Linked DNA regions of Mus musculus: region 1 is linked to region 2. The links are chromatin contacts, called in public Hi-C maps. All regions are on one chromosome and are shown on one strand. Each heading gives the region's core, a stretch centred on a gene start, on an enhancer-like site or on the middle of the called end of the contact. The rest is flanking DNA. Distances are from core to core; before and after follow the strand shown.

The links. Hi-C and Micro-C count contacts between places; a contact is called where the count stands out from the background.
Region 1: a Hi-C map of cortical neurons shows a contact between it and region 2, with 2.3 times the contacts expected there. The contact joins two enhancer-like sites. A contact is called at or near these places in 3 of 484 Hi-C or Micro-C datasets (cerebral cortex and cortical neurons).

What each region holds. Positions count from the first base shown.
Region 1 is chr12:100,566,256-100,573,064 of GRCm38.p6, forward strand. It overlaps Rps6ka5 (ribosomal protein S6 kinase, polypeptide 5), which reads right to left. Exons shown (of 17, transcript NM_001330702.1): 13 at 4,574-4,744. Among named protein-coding and RNA genes, the nearest start is that of Ttc7b, 49 kb to the left of the region's middle. Within about 2 kb of position 2,821, at least 22 of the 459 cell types and tissues checked have an H3K27ac peak or open chromatin away from gene starts, as enhancers often do. A contact at or near this core is called in cortical neurons, where this site is marked.
Region 2 is chr12:100,264,492-100,271,677 of GRCm38.p6, forward strand. No RefSeq gene overlaps it. Among named protein-coding and RNA genes, the nearest start is that of Gm10432, 8.5 kb to the right of the region's middle. Within about 2 kb of position 1,555, at least 58 of the 459 cell types and tissues checked have an H3K27ac peak or open chromatin away from gene starts, as enhancers often do. A contact at or near this core is called in cortical neurons, where this site is marked.

The DNA.
Region 1 (6,809 bases), core at 1,571-4,070, 300 kb after region 2:
AGGAAATCTATAGGAAAACATTATTTTATGTTTATTAAAAATACATATACAGAGGCTGGAGAGATGGCTCAGCCTTAGCTGCTCTTCCAGGGACCCAGGTTCAATTCCCAGCACCTATATGACAGTTTACAACTGTCTATAACTCCAGTTCCAGGAGATTTGACACACATAGATAAATATGTAGGCAAAACACCAATCAGTGCATACACACACACACACCCCTGAGATTTTCCAGATTAGTGGATTACATGTACTAGGGAGGCAGAAGCAGATGAACTGCTGAGCTTGAAGCCAGCCTGGTACACAGAGTGAGTTTCAGGACAGCCAGGGCTACACACAAAGACTCTTTTAAAAAACAACAATCAAACTATATACAAGTGTGTGTGTGTGTGTGTGTGTGTGTGAGGGTGTGTGCATAAAATTTAAATGAAATTATACTACTTTTGGTAATAATGATCTCCCCTAAGAGCCATAGACTCAGAGAAACTCAGTGCCAAGCATGGGAAACCTTCCTTACCATTGTTGGTCATCGGAGTTCAATAGACTCCCAAAACATAGGCTACTGCCATTGACCTTAGTGCCAAAGACTACTGCTGAAGAAGATACTACACTTCAGACACAAGAGTTGGGGGAATTGGACTGAAGCTGATCTGGAAATCTCCTCCTAAGGAAATGTTCCCATGGTATTCAAAGCTGCCATTCAAACTGCCAAGGGAGAAAAGCAATCAGCAGTCCTACCCATGTGTAATGTCTGTGAGCCACAGCAATGACCAGCATTGCTACATATACCCAAAGTTAACTGCTATGACTGGTCAAGGGCCCTAGAGGACAATCTGCTAATGACACATTCCTAAACCTATGTATTCTTAATTGTATTGTCATTCCTATATCCTTAGGTAAGTGTAGCTCTCACGTCTCATTAAAGAAGTCTCTCTCTCTCTCCCTTCTTCCCTCTCACCTCCCCCCCCCCTCTCTCACTCACACACACACACACACACACACACACACACACACACACAATTTCTGTTGAGACAGTGTCTCACTAAGGCTGACTTGAAACTTATGTAGACCAGGCTGGTCTCAAACTCAGAGTTTTTGCCTCCTGAATGGTGGAATTCAACGTGTATGCCACCATGCTCAGGTAAGAAGTTTCATTTTACAGCAGTCAAGAGACCATCACCAAAATCTACAACTGGTTAGAATAGAGAGAGCATCACACCATGGGGTGCTCATCTTCAATGGAGAGTTCTACAGCACGACTCCTACATTTCAGGCTCAGGAAACATCCCACAAAAGGAGTTGGGGGATGGTTAAGAGTCAGAGGACAGAACATTTGCTGTGAGAATGTTTTCTGTGTGTGACAGGGAGCTGTACCCATGCAATTGTAACAATTTAGTGGCCTACGTAAGAGCAGCAAATGACAGCATCAGTTGCTATTCCAATATAGATGAGAGAACTCTTACAAAGCCCTACCAGCCTTAGATGAACAGCTACAGGCAATTAATAGCTGCCCAGAAAGGGAAACTCGGTTTTCTCCAAGGATAAACCCTGACAGATTACCTAATCTCAAGCAGCCAGCAGGAGTGAGGGGGCAGGGTAGGTGGAGTGGGGAGAAGGTAAGTGCAAATGATGTAAAGACAGTACTCAGTTATGAAATTATAAAACAGAAAAACTTAATGTAAAAAAAGAAGGGGGTGGAAAAAACAAAGAAAGGAAAAATTGAAATAGTTTTCTATCATACAATGCTCAGACCTTGATTTTTGACGACTGAGGTCACCAATCATGGGTGTTTTCTTGGGACATATCGGTCCTTCAGCAATTATACTAGAGGTTCTCTGTGCAGTGCCAGGCGGTGTGCTACACATCTTACCAGAAGCACGTTTGGCTCCATCTCCACAGGGCCTGTCAAGGCTCTGGCAAGAACGGGTTTGTTCCACTAAGACTAATGAAGGAATTCTTTGGTCATCTTGGAGGAAGTGAGGGCATTCCCTTTACACTGGCGACTCTAACCCTCCTCTCATAGAACACGTAAAACCAGAGCTTACTGCTTACTTCCTCCTGCCCCAGGGTAGCAAGGGAAGTATCAGGACAGTTCCACATGGGTGTGTGCATGGCCAGGAAGGGACAAAAGTAACAGTTGAGCCACTTCTATCCTCATCTCGGTTTCTGCCTGAAAATACTATCATATACAGAACTTTCTTAATCCTTTAAGAGGATCAATATGAAGACTACCAAGCAGCCCTCTAAGAATGCCAGTCAGCTTCTAAATCTGTCTGGTTCTCACCTAGAGCTTAGAGTTCTGTCTATGTAGAAAAAGAACGCCATCTAACTATCTAAACAGTCACAACTAAAATGCTGCCTAGGAAAGGGATTCAACTTTTAGTTTGGAAATAATATACTCTGCCATTTAAAAGTCAAAGTGAGAGCTATAGTTAGGAAAGTGCTAGTTCAAAGGTACGTTTTTACTTTCCTAAAACCCAGTTTAAGAATAAAATGATGGTAGAACATATAGTGTAATCTGACATTTCTGCTTCACTTCAAGCTACAAAAGCATCTATTTGATCAGGAAAGGAAGAAGACAAATTTAAATTCTGCTGCCGAGGACATGTGCCTCATTCGAGACACCATGAGATGACAGATGGCCAGTTATCAAAGAATAAAACATGTGAAAATGAGTTCTATACAGTCATGGAACAGATCTTTTCCATTAAAAAACTACATGCCTGTTCCTTGTCTATCAAGCAAACGTTTAAGTAGTGTGCTCTCACATTTAAACTAGACAGCTCATCTCGGAGCCCAGAGCACCATGTTTTCAGTGGGTGTTACGTAGGAGAGTGAGAATTGGGATGAAGGAAGCCGAGGGGAGCTAGCAGAGCTGTGAGTTCCTACGACACAAGCCACTTCTGATTAATTACTAGCAATGGGAAGAACAGTAATAAAGTACTCAAAAATTTAAAACCTTTAAAGGAATAAATCAATTGTCTTCTGTACCCCTGAGGATCACAACTGTGGGTTCAAACTACTACCCACTAAAAACTTCAAACAAACAGACAAAAAAACAAAACAAAACAAAACAATCTACCCACAAAAAAAAGCAACAAAAACCCCTTCAAAACTGTACAGAATATGAAAAGATTTTTTGTGATTATTCCCTAAAATATACATATTTATCATTTACATCAAAATAGATATCATAAATAACTTAGAGAGAGGATTTAAAGTATACGAAAGGATCACGTAGGTTATATGAAAATAAAATAATATTCAATTTCATGTAAGAGGTTTGATATCCATAGGGAGCTTCGGTACCAATCCTCCACAGATACAGAGAACTGTATTTGAATACATATACTGTAGCTGTCCTCAGACACACCAGAAGAGGGCATCAGGTCTCATTACATGTGGTTGTGAGTCACCATGTGGTTGCTGGGATTTGAACTCAGGAATCTTCAGAAGAGCAGTTAGTGCTCTTACCTTCTGAGCCAATTCACCAGCCCTATGTTTCCACTTTTAAAATATCAATTTTGTTTGAGAAAGGTTTTCTCAGTGTGGTCCTGGCTGTCCTGAACTCACTCTGTCGACCAGGCTGGCCTTGAACTTAGAGATCTCACTTCCTCTGCCTCCCAAGGGCTGGGATAAAAGTATGTACCTCTACTGCCCATCTTTTTAAAACATTTTTAAATAATTTAAGCACAAGATTAAAAAAATTGCTTTTACAGAAATATTCTTTTTTGATTTAATAAAAAAGGAACATCAAGCCCATTAATATTTTAAATAGACTTGAAAATATATTATGATCACATAGAAACTAAAAATAATATCCTATTTTAGAGCAGAAATATATATAATTTCTCATTTGGTAAAGGATAATTTTTAAAAAAAAAGTCATTGGCTTTTGTTTTCCAAGCTCATTATTACTTATTTTTAAAAAGAGAGGAATTTTCATATTTTTGATACTAAAAATGGATCATTCTGAGTTAAAACCTTCTTAATTAGCCTTCTTAAGGAAATATAAAAAGTTGTTGCTCTGCACTGCTCTCCAGGTCTATAAATACCACAGTCGTGAGCATACTGAAGCACATATAGATAGGACAGCTTATTAAACCAAGGCAGGGCCTCGTGTGTAACTATGTAGAACAGAATCCCATACATTACTGTTTAGGAGCTATCAATTTGATTTAAAAATGTGAAAATTAAGGTTTCAAAATACACTATCAAACGAACAAACTCCCCAAGATGGAATACATATAGCAGTGCTTATTATTTTTTGCTACAAAATTTTCCATCGCTATTTTTAGTATACAACTGTTGCATGAAGCATTTTTCCCATAAAAGGCTCTCACACTTACAAATATAACCTCAAGATGATCAGCTGGCAAGAGGGGAAAAAAAGAACAAATTTATTTTAGACTGACACAGAAAAGAGAAGAGAAAGAAAAAAATCCTAGGAAACATCTTCCAGGATTTACTTAGTGGCCCAAGAGAAATAGCAAGCGTCCTAAAGGCTGACAGCTACTCTAAGGCTAGCGAACAAGGAGAGCAGGCTGAGCTGTCCAAGGTCACAGAGGCCCACCTCAGGCTTCAGATCTCTGTGCACCACTCCTACATCGTGCATGTGGCTCACAGCTGACACAAGCTTCCGCATGATGTAGCTGGCCTCAGTCTCGCTGAAGTGCTTCTTTCTCTTGATGCGCTCGAACAGCTCTCCGCCATTCAGAAGTTCCATCACAAGAAACGTATGAAGCTAGAAAGATGGAAAGAAAGAGCAACGTGGGGCCTTACTGAAAAGATACGGGTTACTCTATAGGTTATTTATTATTCAGCAACTTTAAATAATCCCTTGCTTAAACAACCTATAACAATCCTTGCATTTAAAGAGTTGAAGAATAATGTAGCTTTTTAGAATTCTATTTTAGCAATGAAAAATTTCAAATATTTCAGCAAAATCTTTACAGTCTTTTCCTTTACTTCATTTTATTTCTATTGAACTCTATTTTAATTTTGAATTTTTATATTTTCACTTTAAAAACTGAGAGCCGAGGTGACAAAATCTATGGTAAATAATGCAGGGGGTTGCTAAGTAGTGTTATATGCAACTGCTGCCACTCAGCTAATGGGTAGTTTCCCTTGAAAGAAAGATAGTGTTTGATAACTTCAGGGCTCAATGATTAATTACAGGATTTCTGAGAATATTTACTGCAAATACCCGCATCTCACTGTATATGTTTCTGTGGAAGAGACCTTCCTCCTGGCTGTTTGCAGAACAGAGTGTCCTTCTGGCTGCCTTTGGATCAAGATGTATCTTGGCTCCTCTAGCATCAAGTACTTCCCACCATGATGATAAAGGACTGAACCTCTGAAACTGTAAGCCAGTCACAACTAAATGTTTGCCTTTTTAAGACTTGCCTTGGTCACAGTGTCTCTTCACAGCAATAAAACCCAACTGAGACACCTTTATAAACTCTAGGACCCTCAGCAATAAAATGAAGGGGATAAGAAAATCTACAGGTGGAACTGAATGATGGCTCCAGATGCCATGTCCTAGCCTTCAAATCCATATCTCTTATCATAGATGGCAAAGGGGACTTTGTAATTGTAATTAAGGTTCTTCTATTGCTGGTTTTTGTTTGTTTTTTTTTTTTTTTTTAATTTGAGATGGGGTCTCACTTTGTAGACCAGGCAAACCTTGAACTTAAGTGATGTGCCTGTTTCTGCCTCCTGTCTGCTGGGATTATATACTACCACACTTAGCCCCTGATTAAAATTCTTTTTTTGAAAAGATGTACACATATATGTACATATGTATATATGAATGTATGCATGTGTTATGTATGTATGTATGTATGTATGTAAATAAGTATGTATGCATACGTGTCTACACACCAGAAGAGTGCATTGGATCCAATGGGACTATAGTTATAGATGATTGTAAGATGCCTCATGGGTGCTGGCAATTGAACCTAGAGCTTTGAACCACTGGGCCATCTTGCTAGCCCATCATTAATATTCTTGAGATGGGATGATTACCCTGAGTTACTGACCAGCATCTAAGGTATAAGATTAGACTATGCAAGAAGAGATCAGAGTAGTGCATAGAGGGGTAACAAGCTAAAGAAAATGAGTGGCCTTCAGAAGCTAAGTCAAGTATACAAGTTGTCCTTAGGGTCTCCAGGAGGAGCCAGCTCTGTCCACTCCTTGATTACAGATCAGAGAACCTGATTGTAGACTTGTTATCTCCATTCATTGTTTAACAGTAAACATATTAAGCTTGTGGTAATTTGTTACAGCAGCAGTTAGGAACATACAGAGGATATAAAAAGATCCCAGCGCACAAGTGAGCAGCACTACTGTGAAGGCTGAAGAGTCACTCTTGATCGCCATCACCCGTGGTTGGAAAAAAGATTGGATAGAGATGAGGGTCACCTATCATGGGTAAAACTCTAGAGACATATTTCAACAAGTGCATAGCAGCCAATTATTATATTTATACTACATGTGGCATTAGATCATAAGAAAAGCCCTATTCCAGTGACTCTTAAATTTAAAAATTGACAAAAATAAACTTTTAACATAAATTTTAAAACTTGGTATAGAATTCTTGAGATATGACATTAGTCAGAAGTTTCAAGATCCAAAGTTTGGACTGAGATACAGTGATCTGCAAAACTGCAGGTGGGGGTGTCTAAGGTCATCCATCACTTTCTTGATTGATAGGTGAGTTTCCTCTGTATTTGCACCAACAGGACACTGTCTTTAGTGTGCACCTCAAATGGCCAGGGTTTCACTGCTCTCATGAGAATCTGACTGAG
Region 2 (7,186 bases), core at 305-2,804:
AACCTCTGGGCATGCTAGCAAAGGGTTTTCTGGATTAGCTTAATGAAGGTATGAAGACTCACCCTAAATGTGGACAGCACCCTTCCACATTCAGGCAGAGATCCTGGACTGAACCAAGGAGAGCAGTCTGAGCAGCAGCAACCATCTCTCTCTGGCTCCGCACCGTGGATGGAATAGAACCAGCTGCCACATGAGGTGCCATGATTTCTCTGCTGCTATGAGTTGCTTTTATTTTATGTTTTCCTCAAGAGGGAAATAAGTAATCGAGGGGAGGGGGTATCTGATTCCTCAGGAGAGGATTTAGCCCAGGACAAGGCTCTTGGGGTTTGCTTTTGCCACCAGATTCTCCACCGGCCAAAATGGCAGAAGGAGTTAAAGGTGAGCTGCTGCCTCACACCTGTCCCATCAGCTCTCGATGACATGGGTGGGATGACAACCCACTGGCCAGTGGAAGAAGGCTGTGGACCTGTGTGGGAACTGCTCTGCGAATGTTCAGGGGCCTTTCACCTCAGCCCTGTGAGGTCTCATCATAGGCCTGAATGCATCCTCACCCTCAGGTCCCACCAAGTAGCTGGCAGGCCTGTGTCATCATCTTTGCTGCGTCTGCAATAGCCTTCTCTATGGCTTCCTGTCACCTCCTCTCTGGTACCTTGGAGGACTTGAGTGAACGCCCCCCTGGAATTCTGATGAGGCACTGAGCCAGGTGTCCTAAGTCATGCTCTCTCCATGCAGGGAATTCCCAGGGAAGTGGGGAGGATGCTGAGAATGGAACACGCATATCCAAATGCCAGTAATCTCCAATGGATCTTTCCCTGAGCCTGAATGATGGGCAAGCAGGTCTGGGAGCTAGCCTAAAAGTGGAGGCAGGCAATGAGGCCAGCCACTGGCTCTCTGCTCGCACTGAAGCTGGGAGATCAATGAAGACTTCAGACAGAGGGGATGGAACTGGAAAGACCCCATCACATCCTCCTATGTTCCCTGTCTGTCCCTAAGGTCACTACCCATTTTATTAGCAGCCTCAGTTTCTCAACTTGAGACCATTTAACACCACAGGGGCTGATGATGTCCCCTCTGGAATGGGACTATACCCAGTAGAGGCTGAGCAAGTCCCTGAACCTCCACAGGCCTCCATGTCTTCTTCATCTGTGAAATCGTGGGACCTGCTGCCCAGGACTCGGAGAAGGGGTGGTGGTGGTAGAATAAATCCTTATGTATAAAGCCCCAGAAATAGCGCCTGGTACAGACTGTGTTAAGAATAATGGTATCACCCAGCTTCTGAGAGCCAGAGCTCAGGAAGGGACTGAGAAGGATGGACACAAATAGGAAAACATCAAAAGAGAGAGAAGGCTTGGAGGAAAGGGAAGGAAGAGTGTGTGTGTGTGTGTGTGTGTGTGTGTGTGTGTGTGTGTGTGTGTGTGTAAGGTGGGGCCCACCGGTGGCTGGTTTTGACTTGAAGCTTGGCTCTGTGCTCAATTTCTTGTTCTCCCTTCTCCCATATAATCTCTCTCCAGTATTCTGAAGAGTTCTGCTTCCACCCCCCAGCAGTTGCCATGGTGATGAAAAAATCTGGACCCAGTGGAAAGTTCTCTGTGCTCTTGGCAATGAGGCTGCAGCACCCTGCCTCCTGCCTGCCTGCTTGTGCGTGGGCGGCCAGCTACGGCGGCTGCCAGGATTCCAGGCCAGCACAATTCTGATGGGGGCCCAGCTCTGCTCCCACGGAATCTAGGATAGGAGCCCTCAGACAACATGTAGCCTGCCCTATTTCACAGGTGAAACACTTAGCCAGGCAGGAACAGTGACTTGCTCAAGTCTGCCCACGCTTCAAACCCTATGGGTCTCTCTCTCTCTCTCTCTCTCTCTCTCTCTCTCTCTCTCTCTCTCTCTCCCAGGCCAGATATGAGTTTGGTGGATATAGCAGGTCTGAGGACATCATAGATGAAGAACAGGCTAGCTGCAGAGCACTGCAGGCTGCCGGGGAGATGCAGAAAAGAGTAGAGCTGTGAGGAAGACTCCACAACCTCTGCTTCTTCCCCTGACACAGCAGTGTCGAGGAGCTGTGACTGAATATTTGTGTGTCCCAAGCATTCATGTACAGAAATATAATCACTACTGTATGATATGAGGAGGCATAGCCTGTGGGAGATGGTTATGTTATTCGTAGAGTCCTTGGTGCTATTAGTTATGAGACCACAAAGAACTGTTTGTCCCTTCTACCATGTGAAGACACAATAAGAATGTGTCACCTAAGAGTAAGAAGGAGGGTCCCAGCAGACACTTTATCTGTCAGCACTTCTCACTTGGACTTCCCAGACCCTAGAGATTTATGATGTTAACCAGCATCCCAGTCTATGCACAGCAGACTTGAGATCAGACCAAACTTTGTCCCCTGAGCAGCCTTGGTTCAGTAACTTCGCCCAAAGTAACCCACTTTTGACCATCAAAGCCTTGCAGGATCCAAACATATGAGATAGTCCTCATCTTGAGATGGATTTATGCTAGACATTGGGGGTAATCCCATAAACAGGATGCTGTTTGTAGCCCAGCTCTCGTCCTATCTACATGCTGCAAAAGATGTTCACAGGCTTCGGAGCATTGGAATTTCCCTCAGACCCACAGGCCACCAAGAGGAGGAGACTTGCACCATCTCTGGAGTCCTGGCTATGGACACACTGAGGCCAGGCCGGGCCACTCACACCACAACCTTCCAATAGGATTCAGCTGTCCAGACTATGACTCTTGCAGAATTGCGGATATGTTGGGAAAGGAATTTCCCATCCTGTTTTTCTTGATAAAATTCAGACATCAGAAGTCCCTCATCAAGAGCACAGTGCTTCCTCTGCACCTGGCCCGTGGTTCCTAAAGCCATTTTCTGAAGAACAGAGACTAAGTTCCTGGGTCTTAATTTGCCCTGGAATCTTAGTGCTTTGTCATCTGCCTCTAGATTCATCCCAGTGCCTTCCTGATACAATGGTGAAGACTTGATCTAGAGAAGAGAAATGTTGCTGTGAGCAGAGGGGCACAAGGACCAGAGCCAAGGAGCTCAGTTCACTCCTGAGCTATGCAGTCACAGAAGAGTCACCTCCCCTCCCTGAGCCTCAGGACCAGCCTCTCTGAAACAGGATTTAGGCCCCCAGCTCCTGTTAACTTTGTATTCCTAAGAGGAAGGACCACTCCAAGCTCTTGCTTCTCTTCCAGGTTCCTACCACAGGTTCTTAGTCCTTCCCCCAGACCATCCACCACAGACTCGTGTCATTCATGAACTGATTTGCTGAGCCAGAATTTATAGCCGTCACCTGTCTTCTGGGCATGCAGCAATGAAGTGGACCAACCAGAAGCTTCCAACTCGCTGTTCAGACTGGACAAGTGACATCACACATTAGAACTCAAGATGTAGAGGGTACTACCCGAGCATCCAGGAGGGGACCGCTTTTGGTTCTGAAGAACCAGGAAAGACTTCCTGAGAAGGTCCCAGCTCAGTCAAGACCCCGACAATAAGGTTATTAATTATTACTAACTAATATTGATTCATTATTTTTCATTATTACATTAGTCAGCAAGAGAAGCCTGTTAGGGTTCCAGGGAGCGTGCGTGGGAAGAAGAGGGGGAGGGCTCTCCAGAATTACACAAATCCTCTTCCCCTCATATTTGCTTCCCGAAGAAACCACCTCACGCTAAGCAGGGACCACAGGGGAAATTCAGGACCACGGAGAGCTCCACCGCCTGTCTTCAGCTGATGCTCTGGTCCCTTGAGGCCACCCCCCCCACCCCTCCCCTGGGGTTATCTCAGACTAAGCTGGAAGAAGATGCTGGGTAGGACAGTGCAGGTTGGGAAACTGCCAGGCTTGGAGCCAGGCCAGAAGGGTCTGACTGAGGCTACTGACTGTCACCTCCTAACTGGAGTCTGATGTGCAATCACCAAGAACCTTGCTAATGACACACAAACAGGATGATGACTGAAACATGTAGTTCTCTGCCATTTAAGACCATAAAGCCCTTTATCAATGGGATACATTGTGTAACGCCTTTATAAGCATAACACAATGAATCAGCATATTATATATTGTGTTGGGTGATTGCTGTTGTGAGAAAGAGACAGGCTCTTCTCCTTGAGAGACAAAGGATCCTAAATCTTGTTAAACAAACAAACAAACAAACAAACTTCAGTGCATGCTATAAGTATGGCTAAGAGCCAGGCACCCTCCAGAGAACAATCTTATCTGAGTGAGGTGCAGAGAGCTAATGGAGGCAGAGTTGAGCTGAGTCTACCTGGATCCATCCCCAACCAGGGTCTGGGGTCTTCAAATCAGTTGCAAATACTGTGCAACCACTGGAAATGACCTGGCGAGGTGATGGGTGTTGGAGCAGCAAGGATGGGCTCAGGGACAGAAGCAGGTGGGGAAGCTGCCATTCTAAATATAGGGGTAAGGGGCTGTAGATATGGCTCAGGGGTGCACTCATGGCACAGAGTACCCAAGTTTTAGCCCCAGTACCCACCTGGTGACTCACAACCATCTAAAATTACAGTTTTAGGGACTCCCTGCCCTTGTCTGGCCTTTTCTTTTTTAAATATTTTTATTAGATATTTTCCTCATTTACATTTCCAATGCTATCCCAAAAGTCCCCCATCCCCCCCCCCACTCCCCTACCCACCCATTCCCACTTTTTGGCCCTGGCGTTCCCCTGTACTGGGGCATATAAAGTTTGCGTGTCCAATGGGCCTCTCTTTCCAGTGATGGCCAACTAGGCCATCTTTTGATACATATGCAGCTAGAGTCAAGAGCTCCAGGGTACTGGTTAGTTCATAATGTTGTTCCACCTATAGGGTTGCAGTTCCCTTTAGCTCCTTGGGTACTTCTCTAGCTCCTCCATTGGGGGCCCTGTGATCCATCCAATAGCTGACTGTGAGCATCCACTTCTGTGTTTGCTAGGCCCCGGCATAGTCTCACAAGAGACAGCTATATCTGGGTCCTTTCAGCAAAATCTTGCTAGTGTATGCAATGGTGTCAGAGTTTAGAAGCTGACTATGGGATGGATCCCCGGATATGGCAGTCTCTAGATGATCCATCCTTTTGTCACAGCTCCAAACTTTGTCTCTGTAACTCCTTCCATGGGTGTTGTCTGGCCTTCTTAGGCACCAGACATATACGTTGTGCACAGACATACATGCAGGCCAAACACTCACACACATAAAAAAATACAGAGGTCAGGGTGGGCTTCATGAAGAAAGTGACCCCCGAGTAAAGACTTGAAGAAGACAAGAGACAGGGCCATGCAGGTGTGTGGGAACAGAGACCGAAGCAGAAGGAACAGCCTGGGCAAAGGCTCTGAGCACAGGGACGTGGCTGTTCAGAGGGGGAGTGACAAGGAGGCCAGAGATGCTGCAAAGGAAGGATCAAAGGACAGGCAGTCAGAAGGAAGTGAGAGGAGCCATGTCTGGGGACCCATTGATGGTGCAGACACAGTTCTGGGTTCGAGGTACCCCAGCATGGTTCTAAGCAGAAAGCAAAGATGATACGAGTTATATTTAGGAAGCTTTCTGTTGCTAGTAGTCAAGACAAAACAAGCTGCAAAGAGAGAAGCTGCATTCGGTTTATAGCCTCTAAGGTTATAGTCCACGACTAACTGGCCCTGCTGCTTTGGGCCTGCAGCAACATGGGCTATCACTGTGAGCACAGGTGACTGAGAGAGCCTATTCATCTTCTAGTCCAGTGTAGAAGAGGAAGACGAAAGGTACAAAGTCTCCCACAAACCCTTAAGAGTCCAATAGTCTTCTAATAGATTAAGCCTGTAATATGCAGGACTTTGTGATACGCTTATTCAAAGCAGAGCAGCCCCCGTTGCTAAGGAAAACTGGGGCAAAGGGGAGATACCCAGGTGAGAGATGTGGGGAGTGAGAGGCAAGCTAGGCTCCGCAGATCCTGAAGGCAGGCACAGCGCAGTCTGCAGAGATGAGCCAAAGATGACTCAAGTTTTGGCCTGAGCAAGAGGAAGGATGTTGTCATCAGAGCTGGGGACAGCTGCAAGAAGAGAAGGCTTGGGGAATGTGGAGATGGTTCAACTGATAACGTCTTTGCTTTGCAAGCATGAAGATGTGAGTTTGGATTCCTAGCAGTGAGAGACCCTGTCTCAGGGGAATAAGGAAAAGTGTAAGATGCCTGGCTTCTGCACATAGGCTCATGGGAGACAGCAGATCGCCAGGGCTCACTGTCCATTCAGTCTTGCCTTCTTGATGAACTCCAGACCAGAGAGAGACCTTATCTATAAATGAAAAAGATAATGGTTGAAGAAGGGCACCTGAGGTTAACTAACGCTGACATCCACATGCACAGGCATGCACACACTCCCCCACACCCACACACACATATATTGGGTTGTTGGGGTCCTGGGTCTGCTCTGTCACAGGTTTTGCCTGCTGGGGAGGGGGCGCACAGGAAGTGACTGCGCTTACCCCACGCTGTCGCTGGGTGGGTGTTGGGCTGTAGGGAAGGTGCGGGACACTGTTCTGGGGGGTGGAGAGGCACAGTCTGAGGTGGGGTATAGCCAGAGCTGGCTCAGGGGTTCCCCGCCCGTGAGGAGGCCAGGGCCTTCTGGTTCTCAGGCTCTTGGGCATCCAGACACCACTGGGAGCCATGGAAGAGCTGAGAACGGAGTGGGAGCCCACTGGATCTAGCCAGGAGCCAGGGGTGGGGGATTGGGGAGATTTGGCTGGTCCCGTGGTGGGTGGGGGTGGGTGGAGGGGGTTTCTTGGCTTGATGGAGGCGCAGTTGGCTTGGTGGCAACCATGGCTGGGAGCACAGAGAGGCCTTCTACGGGAGATTAGACAGTGGCTTTGTAGGTGAAGGCCTTCTCTATGGTTCCTCATGGCAGATCCTGATGAAAAGAGGCAGTCTATGGTTTCAAGGCATTTATTGTCATGGTGGAGAGTGGTGATGAGTGAAACCACACCCCGCTTTCTCAGGGCGGGCCTGAGGTAAATACCTTTTGCAGGGAGGAGTGTCTGGGAAGGGGAGTTTATTGGCTAAGCCTCCAGGCCTTTAGGTATGTTATTAAAATGGAGATCTGTCTTGAACCTACATGACCATGGGTCAAGTCCTCTATCTATGGAGAGATTTGGGGCGTTGCCCTTACGTGACTGATGGCTCCAAATCTATGGAGGGCTGCAGCTAGTGACAGGGGTCTGGTGCCT